Linked DNA regions of Mus musculus: region 1 is linked to region 2. A link is a contact called in public ChIA-PET data. All regions are on one chromosome and are shown on one strand. Each heading gives the region's core, a stretch centred on a gene start, on an enhancer-like site or on the middle of the called end of the contact. The rest is flanking DNA. Distances are from core to core; before and after follow the strand shown.

The links. ChIA-PET counts read pairs in DNA pulled down with a chosen protein or histone mark.
Region 1: an RNA polymerase II ChIA-PET map of memory CD8 T cells shows a contact between it and region 2, with 29 read pairs. The contact joins the enhancer-like site here to the promoter of 0610039K10Rik in region 2. A contact is called at or near these places in 1 of 39 promoter capture datasets (pre-B cells), 1 of 484 Hi-C or Micro-C datasets (CD4 T cells) and 3 of 115 datasets of contacts at active chromatin or transcription factors (the 230-238 cell line, bone marrow-derived dendritic cells and memory CD8 T cells).

The regions. Positions count from the first base shown.
Region 1 is chr2:164,091,491-164,098,648 of GRCm38.p6, reverse strand. Stk4 (serine/threonine kinase 4) reads right to left here. Exons shown (of 11, transcript NM_021420.4): 6 at 1,743-1,910; 7 at 73-210. Among named protein-coding and RNA genes, the nearest start is that of Stk4, 21 kb to the right of the region's middle. Within about 2 kb of position 4,313, at least 26 of the 459 cell types and tissues checked have an H3K27ac peak or open chromatin away from gene starts, as enhancers often do. A contact at or near this core is called in memory CD8 T cells and pre-B cells, where this site is marked.
Region 2 is chr2:163,640,485-163,647,937 of GRCm38.p6, reverse strand. 0610039K10Rik (RIKEN cDNA 0610039K10 gene) reads right to left here and starts at 3,088. Exons shown (of 1, transcript NR_028113.1): 1 at 2,138-3,088. It overlaps Serinc3 (serine incorporator 3), which reads left to right and starts at 2,795. Exons shown (of 10, transcript NM_012032.4): 1 at 2,795-2,940. The coding sequence starts at 2,902.

The sequences.
Region 1 (7,158 bases), core at 3,064-5,563, 450 kb before region 2:
TACTCCTCATTACTACTTCCAAGCAAGCGACTCAGCAGTGTGTGAGCGGCGTGGAGACGCGGCGGTGTGTACCTGTAGGAGCTGAGTGGCTGTGGCTCTCTGCTCCGGGCTTTTTACCAGACACTGCTTCACAAAATCCATGAAGTTGTCTGACCACAGCTCTGGCTTACGGAATGTGGGAGGAGGGTTTGTAGGAATCATGAATATTGCCTAGTTTAAAAAAAAAAAAAGAAAAAGATCAGGTAAAAGAAAGATGACAGACACTTCAATACAAACACCTACATTTGCTTGGTAAAATGATTTTATATATCTAAACACAAAGCATGTCTACATGGAGTACAGCAACCAGAGGCCTAACAAACACCTGTTCAGCGACCTCACAACTGATCAGAGGTCTAACAACTGTTCCCCTTCCCCTTGCTCACATGCAGGTATTCTAAACCATACAGTGTCAAAAAAAAGAGAATCCTTTCGCGTGTGTGTGTGTGTGTGTGTGTGTGTGTATGTGTGTAGGCTGAAGAGACTGTGGTACTAAGGATTAAAACACTGGGCCTGTGGATGCCAAGCAGGAGCTCTGCTACTAAGCTTTTTTCCATATGCTTAATTATCTCTCTGAAAAAAAACAAAATTATCTAGCTACTATAGGCTGCTATAAAATCAAGCACATTTAAATTCTCCTTCTCAAAGATCAAGGTTATCCCGTATTAGGGCTGGAGAGTGCTCACAGTTACTATCACACAGTGGTCTTGCAGAGGACCTGAGTTTGGTTCCCAGCATTCCTGTCGGGCAGTTTACACCGCTTGTAACTCCAGCTTCAGGAGATCTGACACCCTCTTCTGGCCTCCAAGGTAGCACACATTTAAAATAATAAATCTTTCTTTAAAAAACTCTTAATTGCTGGATTTTAAATGATGTAAATCCCATTTTATGAAAAACGAAACTGTTTCACATTAAATACTTTAAATTCTTTTTGGGTGGGGGAGGGGGAGTCTAAGACAGGGTTTCTCTGTGTAATCTTATCTACCCTGGAACTCGTTCTATAGACTAGCCTTTGCCTCTGAGTCTGAGGATTCACAAACCAAAAAAAGCATGAAAAAGATAATATATGAACCAAAATGGTGGTTAGTGATGTAAGTGCAAAAACAACCTGAAGAAAACACTGTCTGACACTGGTGACCCAATGGAAATCACAGAAAATGACTAAGTAGAAAGCCCATATATTTACAAAGCTAAAAATGTGGTTCCTTAACTTTTAAAAGATATATATACATATTGTATATAATTTGTAAGTCAGCCTATACATTTCTGTATTTTACAGCCTATATCCTTCAGGGAGACGGTCAAGCAGACACTCTAGAATGAAGAAAGGACCATATTCAATTATTTTTTTTTTTTAAAGATTTATTTATTTATTATATGTAAGTACACTGTAGCTGTCTTCAGACACTCCAGAAGAGGGAGTCAGATCTTGTTACAGATGGTTGTGAGCCACCATGTGGTTGCTGGGATTTGAACTCCGGACCTTTGGAAGAGCAGTCGGGTGCTCTTACCCACTGAGCCATCTCACCAGCCCTCAATTATTTTTTTACGACATCTAATGCCAGGGGAAGAATAACACCTACAGTATTTATCATTATAGAAAATTACTTCATTTCTTGTTTAGAATGTAACCAAGGAAGCTGCCACACCACTTTCTACTGCTAACCAGCAGCTAACCCCCCACGGGCTCTCTGCATCCTTACCCTCATTGGATGGATATCAGCATATGGGGGCTTTCCTTCAGCCATTTCTATGGCAGTTATTCCCAGAGACCAGATGTCTGCCACACAGTTGTACCCAATTTCCTGAATAACTTCAGGAGCCATCCAAAACGGGGTCCCTATTACTGTATTCCTCTTTGCCATGGTATCCTAAAAGGGAAAGGGGAGAGACCAACACAAAGCATGAAAACTACTGAGAAAAGGGAACAGTTTGAACAATTAAAAACTGCTGTGTTCACACCAAGTGGTAAAAGGTGGCGCGGATGTTTGAGACTAACCGGTTAATTTTTGCTTAGATTTCATTAAGGCTCCCTCCATAGGATGGAGCCCATTACTTATGCTGTCAATGAGTCCAAGGATCTGAGACTAACTAGGTCATCAGCCCTAAGGGACACTTGCTTCTTTTATTCTGCTAAATGACACAGCAATAAAACAACTCCTCGGGCTGGCGAGATGGCTCAGCGGGTAAGAGCACTGACTGCTCTCCCGAAGGTCCAGTGTTCTATTCCCAGCAACCACATGGTGGCTCACAACCATCCATAATGAGATCTGATGCTCTCTTCTGTTGCGTCTCTAAGACAGCTACAGTGTACTTATGGATAATAATAAATAAATTTTTGGGCCAGAGTGAGCAGGGCTGACCGGAGGGAGCGAGGTCCTAAAATTCAATTTCCAACAACCACATGATGGCTCACAACCATCTGTACAGCTTCAGTGTACTCACATACATAAAATAAATAATAAATAAATCTTTAAAATAAATAAATAAAACTCCTCATGACACATTGCTACACCCGTAGATCAACCATTACCAGAGAAGTTTCTGCAAGTAACAGAGACCCACCACAACTGGACAACATGCAGAAAGTTGGGACAATGTCCCACCCCCAGCCAAGAAGCCATTTGCAATTGATGGCTGCTGGGAGAAGGAAAGTCTGTTTCCTTCAACAGTGTCACTGAGAACAACATCCCGACTCCAGGGTGGGCCTCAGGCTCTGGAGGAGCTGGCCAATGCAAGCTGGACTCCCTGGTTCTTAACAGAAACAAAAGCAAAACCAAAAAAATTAAATAACTAACAACAACAACAAACCCCATGTAGTGGGTGGGTGGGTGGGAGCTGTGGGAGAACCTGGAAAGGGGAAAAATATGATTAGAATATACTGTATAAAATTCTCAAGGAATAAATAAAAACATTTAAAAAAAACAGTGCCTTTATCTAGAAACAATACTCGAGGCATAATCAGATGAGTCACTAAAGAAAGTCAAATGGCGGGCTGGAGAGATGGCTCAGCGGTTGAGAGCACTGACTGCTCTTCCAGAGGTCCTGAGTTCAATTCCCAGCAACCACATGATGGCTCACAACCATCTATAATGGAATCTGATGCCCTCTTCTGGTGTGTCTGAAGACAGTTACCGTGTACTCATACATATAAAATAAATAAATAAATAAACAAATCTTAAAAAAAAAAAAAAAAAAAAAAGAAAGTCAAATGGCCAAGAACCATAAAGATTTTCAATTATTAAAATACAGTTATTAAAATTTTTTAAATTTAAACTAGTACTAATAAAAAACATACATGAAACATCTGATCACTGGAGTATGAGAAAGTACAACCTCACCAACTGGCAATATTTAGTAAACTTTTTTAAAATATCTATATCTCTCTAACCAAGTATCTTTCTAGACATTTACCTTACATGTGAGTACCCTAAACCATACACACAAAAGTAGAATGTTCAAGTGACTACCAAGCCAGGGACACCTCTACCTCAGCTACTCCAAAGGCCACCTGAACAACATAGCTCAAGATCAAGACAATGCTGCGGTACTCTGTCTCAATAATTAAGCACCTAACCTGAGTTACATAACAATAATAAAAATAATTTTTTAAGAAATCACCACACAGGTGCCTAACACTTGTAATCTGAGTCCTCAGGGAGCTGAGGTAAGAAGATCTCAGAGAATTCAAGGCCAGCCTGGACTGCACAGTGAGTTCCAGAATGGCAGGGAACCTAGAATGAAACCTAGTCTCAAAATCATAAATAAGTAAGACCAGCCTTTAATCTCAGCATCCAAGGCGGCAGAGGCAAACAGATCTTTGTGCATGCTTTCTAGGCCATTCTGATCTACATAGCAAGTTCCAGGCCAGCCAGGAATACCTAGTAAGACCCTGCTCAAAAAGAAAAATAAATATTACAATACATACGTATATACTGAAATACCATGTTAAAAATTCTCTCAAGAGGCAGGCAGAGTGAACATTCACCTACAGCCCACACACGAGAGACACAGCAAAAGGCTCTTAATTTTGAGGATAGACAGAACTAAATAGCAAACCTCTATTTCAAATGAAAACAGGTATGGAAAACGTGTAAGCTATTGCAACACCAAAAGAAATAGTTTACAAAATATTGAAGAATACAGCTTTATTTCTGTGAAAACAAAACAACAGTCAAGAGAATGCAACACCCAGTCAACAGAAACGCCAGGGCCGCACAAGAGCAGCCTGGAGTGATAAGCACTGTTAGGAACGGTCACAGCTAGAGGGCAGAGCTACTCAGATGTTTTCCTTCTTACACTCGGTAACACTCCCTTGGTTTATATGTGCAATTAGAAAAATCGTCTTAAAGCTGAGATATAAAAAATGGTCCCAAGGTTCCCCTGTGGTTTGAAGAAGGGTATATGGCACTTACTACACTAATAAGCAGGTAAACGCTTTCCCAGAATCTTGCTACAACTGATGCACAGTTAGGGAGAGGACTTCCAAACCCAGCAAAGATACAGACAAGTCTCCCATCCCTATTCCCATACTCCTGAAGTGCCTGTGACTTAGGTTATGTCAGTTAGGAGCAATGACAGATGGCACTTCTAAGCTAACCTCACACTGTCCACCAAATTTAAAACAACAACAACAAAGGAAACAACTTGGGCTTAATCATTTCCTTAGCAGAAACCTCAAACTTGCCAGCATGTTTTCAAATGGTGATACCCAGAGTTATTTTTACTAGATTATTTAAACCAGAAGTGGATAGCTACATAAAGGAAAGTGTTTTGAGAATTATGTAACCTGTGTATCCTAAACTCCAATTAGTTACAGAGTTATTAAGTACAACAGAGCAACAGAAAGCGTTAAACCCAAAAACTGGCTCATATAACTATATACGCACACAATCAAAAGCCCGTCAGCTCTCTATGCCACACAGACAATTTAACATGCTTTCAAACCAGTGTGAGAAGGACAGAATATCCCCAAACTACAAAGCACTGGCCAAGGGTGGTGGCACAAACCTTTAACCCCAGCATTTGGAGCTAGAGGCAGGCAGATCTCTCTGAGTTCAAGGCCACCTGGTCTATATCAAAGTTCTAGACCAGCCAGTACTATGTAATGATACCCTATCTCAGTGGAGGAGGAAGAGGAGGAGGAAGAGGAGGAAGAGGAAGAAAAAGAGGAGGAGGAAGAGGAGGAAGAGGAACAGAAACAAACTAAAACCTAGGTAGTCATGTATGAAACTCTAAACTTAAATTCCATCTAGGGCTGGTGAGATGGCTCAGTGGGTAAGAGCACTGACTGCTCTTCCGAAGGTCCTGAGTTCAAATCCCCGAACCACATGGTGGCTCACAACCATCTGTAATGAGATCTGACGCCCACTTCTGGTGTTTCTAAAGACAGCTACAGTGTACTTATGTATAATAATAAACAAATCTTTAAAAAAAATTCTATCTAATACTTTTACCAAAATAAGTTCAAATAAGGTAACTCTCAAATATAGAAAACAAAGCCCAGAAGAATACTGAAGTATAGATGAACTGGTATATGGTGCTGGAACAGAACACCAAAGATAAAAATCCAGAGAGAGATGGAGACAGATATTGATTTTCCTTAAAAAAAAAAAAAACTTTAGAAACTAAAGGACAAGCAGGCCGGCCAGCTCAGTGGTTAGGAACACTCCCTAGTCTTCTGGAGGACCTGAATTTGGCTCCCAACAACCATGTGGCTCCCAACCACCTATAACTCCAGCTCCAAAAGATCCAACACCCTCTTCTGGCTTTCCAAAGGCACTGCACCCAACACACAAAAATAAAACTTTAAAATACAAATTTGAGAGGGGTGTGTGTGTGTGTGTGTATGTATGTGAGAGAGAGAGAGAGAGAGACAGACAGACAGACAGACAGACAGACAGACAGAATGAATGAATAAACATGAATCTGAGATGGGGATAGAATATGAATCTAAGCCTGCCCAGCCGGTCCTTAGTTCACTCTTGTACTCTAAGCAGCCCTGACAGACGGAGGCTTCAAGACCAAGCTACACAGGGAATTCCAGGCCAGCCTTGGCTACAGGATGAGGCTGTGCCTAAAAGGGAGGGAAGGAACCCAGAGTGATGAGGCACACACTCTGCACCCGGGAGGCAGAAGCAGGGCCTCTGAGTTTGAGGTCAGCCTGGTTTACAGAGGCCAGAGAGGGCTACACAGTAAGAACTTGTCTTTTGAAAGTTAAAGGGTTTTTTGTTTTGTTTTTTTTTTTGGGGGGGGGGCCAATTATCCTAAGGACAAAAATCAAATACGCACTAAAAACTCCAGCTCCTGACGCTTACCACACATCCCCACCACACTGTGGCTGTAGGAACTTAAACAGCAAGGTCAGTGAGCACCCAGTGTGCAACAGCACACTCACACATGAAACCCAAGCTGCATCACACACTGAGTCTCACAGATAGCCGTGTGCTGCTAACCCAGGGGGCTGAGGCAGAGGGATGGAGTCTAACACCAGCCTGGGCTACAGAAGACCGTCTCCAAAACAGAAAAAGAAACTAATTGCAGATTTCTGCTAAAAGATGACAGACTGGACAAACACATCTTATTGTCACTTCTTGCCCAAACCATCTAAAAATGCAAAGCAGAGCCAGAAAATTCTGTAAGCTGGGAAGCAGATGGCAGCTGAACAGTGGAATGAGTCCTGAGGCAGTCACTGGGAAAACTAAGGAACAACCTAACTGCAACCCAAAGCCTTCCAAACGGCTTAGAGGCGGCTGGCATGATCAGATGCTACAAGTGGACATCAGAACAGCAATGCTGGCTTCAAAGACTCTACAGAAGGGTTTAGAAAGCAGGCATCTTGGCAAAGGCCTCGTATCCCAGCCTTCAGGAGGCTGAAGCAAGGGGACTAGGAGTTCCAAGCCAGCTAAAGCTATACTGCAAAATCCTCTCCCAAAAATAAAGAAATGTCTATACAGTAAGGACGGCTAGAGGAGTGCTCAGTGACACACAGCACTTCTTACTCTGTCACAGCACCTGCATTTGGTTCCCAACATCCCCATCAGGTGTCCACATCAGGTATCTGTAATTCCAACCCCACATGGATCTGACATCTAGAATGCTGGCATCTAACTCAGTGAA
Region 2 (7,453 bases), core at 1,839-4,338:
CATGGGGCCTTTGTCTATGCTTAGTGTGTTTTTTATCTACCTTGTTTATGCCTTTGGACTGACCACCACATTCTTTTTTTTTGTTTTTGAGACAGGATTTCTCTGTGTAGTCCTGGCTGTCCTAGAACTCACTCTGTACACCAGGCTGGCCTCGAACTCAGAAATCCGCCTGCCTCTGCCTCCCAAGTGCTGGGACTATAGGCGTGCGCCACCACTGCCCAGCTGACCACATTCTTTGTACCTAGAATGGTATAAAAGCAGACCTGAGGAAAAGAAGGTCCAGCGACAGGCCCAAAGTGGGACCCAGCTCAAGGGGAGGTCCCAAGGCCTTATACTATTACTGAGGCTATGGAGCGCTCACAAAAAGGGAGCTAGCATGACCACACTCCAGAAGACCCAACAAGCAGCTGAAAGAGTCAGATGCAGATCTTTTCATCCAACCGATGGACAGAAGCTTCTGACCCCTGTGGTTGAATTAGGGAAGGCTGAACGAAGCTGAGGAGGAGCACTACCCTGTAGGAGGACCAGCAGTCTCAATTAATCTGGACCCCCCAAGATCTCTCAAACACTGGACCACCAAACAACAAGTAGCACACACCCGGCTGATATGAATCCCCCAACACACATACAGCAGAGGACCCCCGGGGTTTGTGTTCAATTACAGATGATAGCACCTAACCCTCAAGAGACTGGAGGCCCCCAGGGAGTTTAGAGGTCAGGTAGGGTAGAGGGTGGGGACAGCCTCTTGGAGACAGGGAGGTAGGGAGGAGGTATGGGATGTGGAACAGTTGAGGGTGGGGAGGGGGAATAAAATCTGGAGTGTAGATAGATAGATAAATAAATAAATAAATAAATAAGCAGATGGGAAAAAAATCAAACCTGGGGTTTTTTTTTTTTCATGTTATAGTGACTGGAGTCATGTTATAGTGTTGCTGTCTCATCCTCTGTTTCTTCAATCCTTGATCCCTCCCTAGAGACCCTGTTGACAGAGATGGCTTGGCCACTCCCTCTATAGGCCAAGCACAAGGATCCTAGGTGTATACCACCAAGCCCAGCCCAACCTTGACCTTCTTATCCTCCGACCGCTTCAGGCCAAGTACAAGGTGTATATTGGTCACCAGGCCTGGCTTACGTAGAGGTGGAGTTCAAATACTAGACAAGCACTCTACCAATTGAACTACAATCCTCAGCCCTTGAATAAACTTCTACTGAAAAAAAAATCCTCCTGTATATACCATCTCATATTACTTATTGAGTGAAATTGTTGGTTTCTGGGTGGAAGCCAGAAAAAAGAAAACTCATTTCCAGAGATAAGCTTAAAACTGAAAGCTTTATTTTCTAAGCATGCAGGGAGCCGGCCAGTTTGGGATCTGTACTTTTTTTTTTTTTTTTTTTTTTTTTTTTTTTTTTTTTGGTTTTTCGAGACAGGGTTTCTCAGTGTAGCCCTGGCTGTCCTGGAACTCACTCTGTAGACCAGGCTGGCCTCAAACTCAGAAATCCTCCTGCCCCTGCCTCCCAAGTGCTGGGATTAAAGGCGTGCACCACCACCGCCTGGCTGGGATCTGTACATTTTTAAGGGATGGGAACCCAAAGCAGGGGGTAGTGGGGAGCCTCAGTATTATCTAATTGTATTTTGATATTATGGGTACCTATTGGAGACTGGGCTGTATCCTGGGCACCTGGCTTCAAGGTCATTAATTCAGCTCTTGGAGTCAAGTCTTCTGGACTCTGGCCCGGAATTTTAGAATGATAAGGGAACAGAGGAGTGGGCGAGCTGCATGTAGTCAATTAGTGCATAACAGGCAATGGTTATAGGTTTTTATAACTTATGCATGTTGGCTCAGATAACAGTAGTTTCTATATTCTTTACTGGTTAACAGACAAGAAAACATTTGGACAAGTGGGGTAGGCATTCGGAGCAGGACCTTGTTTGGCCCGGCCTTCAAGGAGGGGAAGTTGTCCCTGAAATATCTGGACTCAGACAATTGTTTTCAACCGAGGTTGCTGAGCTGTTGGTAAAGTCCCCAGCTCCCCCAGGGCCTGAGACCTTGAATTTAGAAAACGAAAACGGTAGTACTTAGCATAAGTTTCTTTTGCTTGTTCCCAACAAAATGAGGACATGACTGCTCCAAGGTATGGCTGAGGAGAAAATTTTTATTATAGATATGAGAACGAGTACAGCCAGAGGCATCGGGAAGAGTCTAGGACAGGGAAAGTAGTGAGCTGAACCTGGCCAGCAGACTGACCCCCGCGGAGGGAGGGGGCAGGGGGAAAGGGGGGCAGGGGAAAAGAGGAAGGGGGAAAGGGGAAGGGGAGACAAGGCTGGAGAAGTTTCCGGTAGGGTGTGGGGTAAGAAGAGTGGCTTTTTTGTTCGTCTGAAACTCTATGTAGCACAGGATAGTTTTGAACTCCTGATCCTCCAGCCTCATCCTCTTTAGTTCTGGGATTACAGATGCTAACTGATTATTGAATGGCCCAACATAGCCTGTTTGCCTCTGAGTTTGCCAACATTCCATCTCTCAATAATCACAAAGTACTGCCCAGCCACGACTTAACAGTCTGTAGGATCTTTATTTAATTCGGATGTAGCTTCTTCCGAGGATAAGTGCAGTTCGTAGGGAACATGCTGTCTTTCTGCACCTTTATGTTGCCTCTGACCACCAGCGCCCCAAGCGAGCCCGGAGTTGTATGCCACGAACCCTCTACGTCCTCTGCCACCCCAGCAGTCTTAGGCTCCGCCTTCTCCCCCTCCGTGGGCGGGGCCACCCAATGACGTAAACTGGGCGTCCTGCGAAGGGCGGGCCCTGTTTCCGGCTTGAGGATCCGTCGCGTTTCTGAGGCGACGCCTCAGTCAGCAGTTAGGATCCGCTCGGAGCGGTCGGTCTCGGCCCCGGCGTCACCATGGGGGCCGTCCTCGGCGTCTTCTCCCTCGCCAGCTGGGTGAGTCCCGAGGCCTCGGCCGTCCGGGGCCTGAGGCGCGCAGGGGGTGGGTGTCGGGCCGCCCGAGGCGGACCCTCCACTCTCTGAGGCTAACAGAGAGGAGCGGGCAGGCCCAGGGTCCAGGCCCGGTAGCCGTCGTCCCGGAGTCGGGGTGCGGCGGCTCGGCTGGCTCTCGCTGTGGGCGGAGGGTCGCGGGAGGCCGGACCGCCATTGTTTACAATTTCGACGCCCCGCCCCCGCCAGCCTTCCGGACCCAGGGTTCCCGCGGCCAGGCGACGCCGAGGTTCCACGGCGCGGGTTCCTGAGTGGCTAGAGGATGGCGTCAGGGAATTTAGGGCCACTGTAGTCATTTTTCTTCATAGTTCGGCATATGCCAGCGCTACTGAGTGGGGTTGGGAGCGGGGCTTTTAAGTCAGCCCTGCTGCAGGTCGCGAGCAAAAGGCGTTTAATTAGAAGCCCCGCGGCCTAAATATTTTCGAATTAAACACCCTAGCATTCCTCTCCTCCAGAACTGTTGTGAGGATAAAGTAAAGAAATTAGTCCGATTCCCCTTGTCAATGGTAAAACGTTTTTAGAAGTTAATTTTAGGATCTCTTTAACCTAAGGAATAATCTAACAAATCTGCCTCAGAGGAACTTGGTAGCTTGAACCACAGTGCCTAATTGTTTTCTCCTTCCCGAGCTGATGTAATGAACCAAGGACTCAGGCTCTGCTCATGTCAATGGCATGTCTCAGGGCAGAAGTAATGTCGAAGATATCTTGTATATTTTTCTCCTCCTGGTTTAAAACCATAATTTGAAAATATCCTATCCAGGTGTTCATATCTAGAAACTCCTTGCATATATTGTTAATTCAGTTTTTACCCAGTAGGGGGTTAGGATACCAGAGTGGAATGAGAGAAGAGTACGAAATTAAAGGCTGTGGAGGGCCATGGCAGATCATTTGTTATTTGTTTTGAGACCCTGTCTCAAAACAGGGAGGTGCAAATTACAGTTTATGGGTAGGTTTTTAGAGGCTGTGGGTTTAGTCTCCAATTGCCACTATCCACCCCCATCTCCCATCCCACGCCAAAAAAGGGGGACAGAATATCAGGGAGCCAAATCATGCAGATACCCACTGTATGCCTTTATTTTTTAGGCAATCTCTTTGGTCATTCTGGGTGTTTAAGATTGCACCCAGGACCTTGTTTGTCCAAAGCTTATCTCTGAGAGCTCCTCCAGCTACACCTCCAGTCCAGTCTGGATTAAAGATTTCAAAGGACTTTTGTACGTGTTTAATTTTTGCCTTATTGAGATAGGTCACCAGATCTCCCTGAGTATCCCATGCTGGCCTTTCATTCACAGTTCTCCTTATTGGGATTGTAGGAAGGTGTTACTCCTGGCAAAGAAGTTTGGCCTTTACTTTTTTTGAAATATGGTTTTACGTTGTAGCCCAGGTTGGCCTTGAACTTTTAGCAATCCTCCTACCTCAGCCTAGTGCCGAAACTACAGATGTGAGTCCCCACTACTGGCATGTCTTAGTAAAATGCTTCACATTATTATTACTTGGGGCGGCGGGGTGGGGGTGGGGGCAGGATTTCACTCTGTTAGCTCAGCCTGTCTAGAACTGCAGATCCTTCTGCCTCAGCCTCCTGAGTGCTGCGGTTACAGAAGTATGCCACTTTCCTGGCTTTTTTTTTTTTTTTTTTTTTCCTGAAAAGAGTGTATCTGTGGAAGACTGAGTTTTGGTGATGAGTAACTCAGGTGATTAGGTCTTGCTGAAAGACCCCCCGAGACGGGTAGTCGATCAATCTGAGGAGACCCTCCCAAGGAACAGCGAGACCACGATTCGGATGCAAACAACAAGAGGCTTTATTGGTAACACGGGTACCCGGGCGACTCAGTCTATCGGAGGACTGGCGCGCCGAGTGTGGAGTTTTTACTCCTTTTATAGGGCTGGGGAGCAAAAAGCGCGGGTACAGAAGCGAGAAGCGAGCTGATTGGTTAGTTCAAATAAGGCTAGGGGAAAGTCCCGGCCATTTGGGGAACCTTGAAACTGATGTGGGGCAGTCTCGAAACTGTTGCTGGTTCCGCTCTATCTGGGTACCATCTGTTCTTGGCTGGTGGGGCAGTCTCGAAACTGTTGCTGGTTCCGCTCTATCTGGGTACCATCTGTTCTTGGCCCTGAGCCGGGGCCCAGGTGCTTGACCATAGATATCCTGTTTGGCCCCTGTCCCGTTGTTATTTAGCCTTAAACTTTAACTGAACTTCCTTGTAACTTTTGAGGTCTCAGCTCTAGTACTTTTCCATGCCTTGCAAAATGGCGTTACTGTAGCTAACTTGCTAAGCCTTATGGTGGGGTCTTTCATTGCTGCTTGTATGTCTGATTTAGGAGGGAAAGAAGAAGAGGCAAAGGAGGATTTTAGCATGAGGATAAGGACTTTTGTCTTTTGAAAAAGTCAGTGGGGTAGATATGTGTTGTTGTGTTGCATTGGCATGAGAAATACTTACCCTACCTTTAAAACTTCCCTTTAAATGGGGCTCTGTGGCCGTATTTTCTAGGAGTTGCTTCTTTAAGTCAGATGAGGGAGACTTTGAGGCTAGATTTCTGGCCTGAGTTCTTCATTTATGAAATAGAGAGAAGATAAAGCATATAGTAACAGGTAGATTACATAATAGTTACTGATTTCTATGTAGAGGTATAAAGTACAGCCTCCTCTAAAAGGTATTTGTGGCACAGAGAAATAAATAGGTATATTGGTTAGGGTTTTACTGCTGTAAGAGACACCATGACCAAGGCAACTTTTTTTTTTTTTTTTGAGACAGGTTTTCTCTGTGTAGCCCTGGCTGTCCTGGAACTCACTTTGTAGACCAGGCTGGCCTCAAACTCAGAAATCCGCCTGCCTCTGTCTCCTGAGTGCTGGGACTAAAGGTGTGCGCCACCACGCCCGGTCCAAGGCAACTCTTATAAGGACAACATTTAACCAGGGCTAGTTATGAAGAAATACAGTTTCTAGCTTAACTGATGTACACCAAAGCTATTTACAGAGCTTGCAGCTTTTGCTTCCCTGTCTCCTGCTGCAAGCTTTCTGCAGCAGCTTCTCCCTATCTCCTGCTGTCTCCTGCTGCTTAAAGAATTTCCCCTTCCCCTGCCAGTGTAAACAAATTCAAGACCACTGGGCCCCTTCCCTATCTTCAGGGACAGACTAGTGGTCATAAAGACCACAGCTGCCAGAAATAACCGTCCTTGAGAAAACTTCCCTACCCCTCCTCAGTCTGAATTCTGAGGAAAACTATAAACTGCTTTGATCTTGCTGATTGCTGACAGAGTTTTCTGCCAAATTAAAATTATACTGTTGTGCCAGGCGGTGGTGGCACACGCCTCTAATCCCAGCACTTGGGAGGCAGAGGCCAGCCTGGTCTACAAAGTCAGTTCCAGGACAGCCAGGGCTATACAGAGAAGCCCTGTCTCAAAAAAACCAAAAAGAAAAACAAACAAACAAATAAATTATACGGTTGCTTTACTAGCCAATAATAATATAGCTGTGTAAACACCTTCAAAAGAGTATAAAATAGCTGTATTTTGGACAATCAGGGTTGACTCTCCCTGCAAGGCTGAGCGACCCCACGAATCGGAATAAAAACCTCTTGTTATTACAGCAATCTGTCATTAAGCTGTGTTTCTGTGGGTCACATTCTCTACCCCTACAGGTTCAGAAGTTCAGTCTCCTATCAAGGTGGGAGCATGGCAGTGTCCAGGCAGGCTAGATGCAGCAGGAGCTGAGAGTTTTACATCTTCATCCAAAGGCAAACAGGAGCTGGGCGTGGTGCGCCACACCTTTAATCCCAGCACTCAGGAGGCAGAGGCAGGCGGATTTCTGAGTTCGAGGCTAGCCTGGTCTACAAAGTGAGTTCCAGGACAGCCAGGGCTATAAAGAGAAACCCTGTCTCGAAAAAAAACAGAAACAAAAACAAAACAAAACAAAAAAACCCAAAAAAAACCAAAGGCAAACAGGAAAAGACTAGCTTCTAGGCAGCACGAAAGAGGGTCTTAAATCCCATGCCCGTGGTGACACACCTACTCCAACAATGCTGCGCCTCTTATTAGTGCTTCTCCCTGGGCCAAGTATAAACGAACCATTATAATTAGTTTGCTCGTACTTTCAAGCAAAGTATCACAAATCAGTATAAGCTATAGCAATGGGTGGAAGCTACAGATCTGACATTACTGTGGCTCAGGATTGTTAACCTTCTGCAATTGATTAGAGACGTTGTGCCTTTGCCCTGTTGGTTTGCTGGTAATCTTTACTTTCTTTGGCTTGTAGATGTGGGCTTGGCAGGCCAATAATGCCCAGGATGGGAATAATCCACCAAAGACAGAAGAGGGCAATAGAGAGCTTATTAGATTCACTCTTCCTGTTGGACATACTTACTCAATATATTGAGCCCTTTGTAGGTCAGGAATTGTGCTGGTTACTTTATATTCTAGACATGCATGCCATTCTTCACAGTGACCTTGTTCAGATGATAAGTGG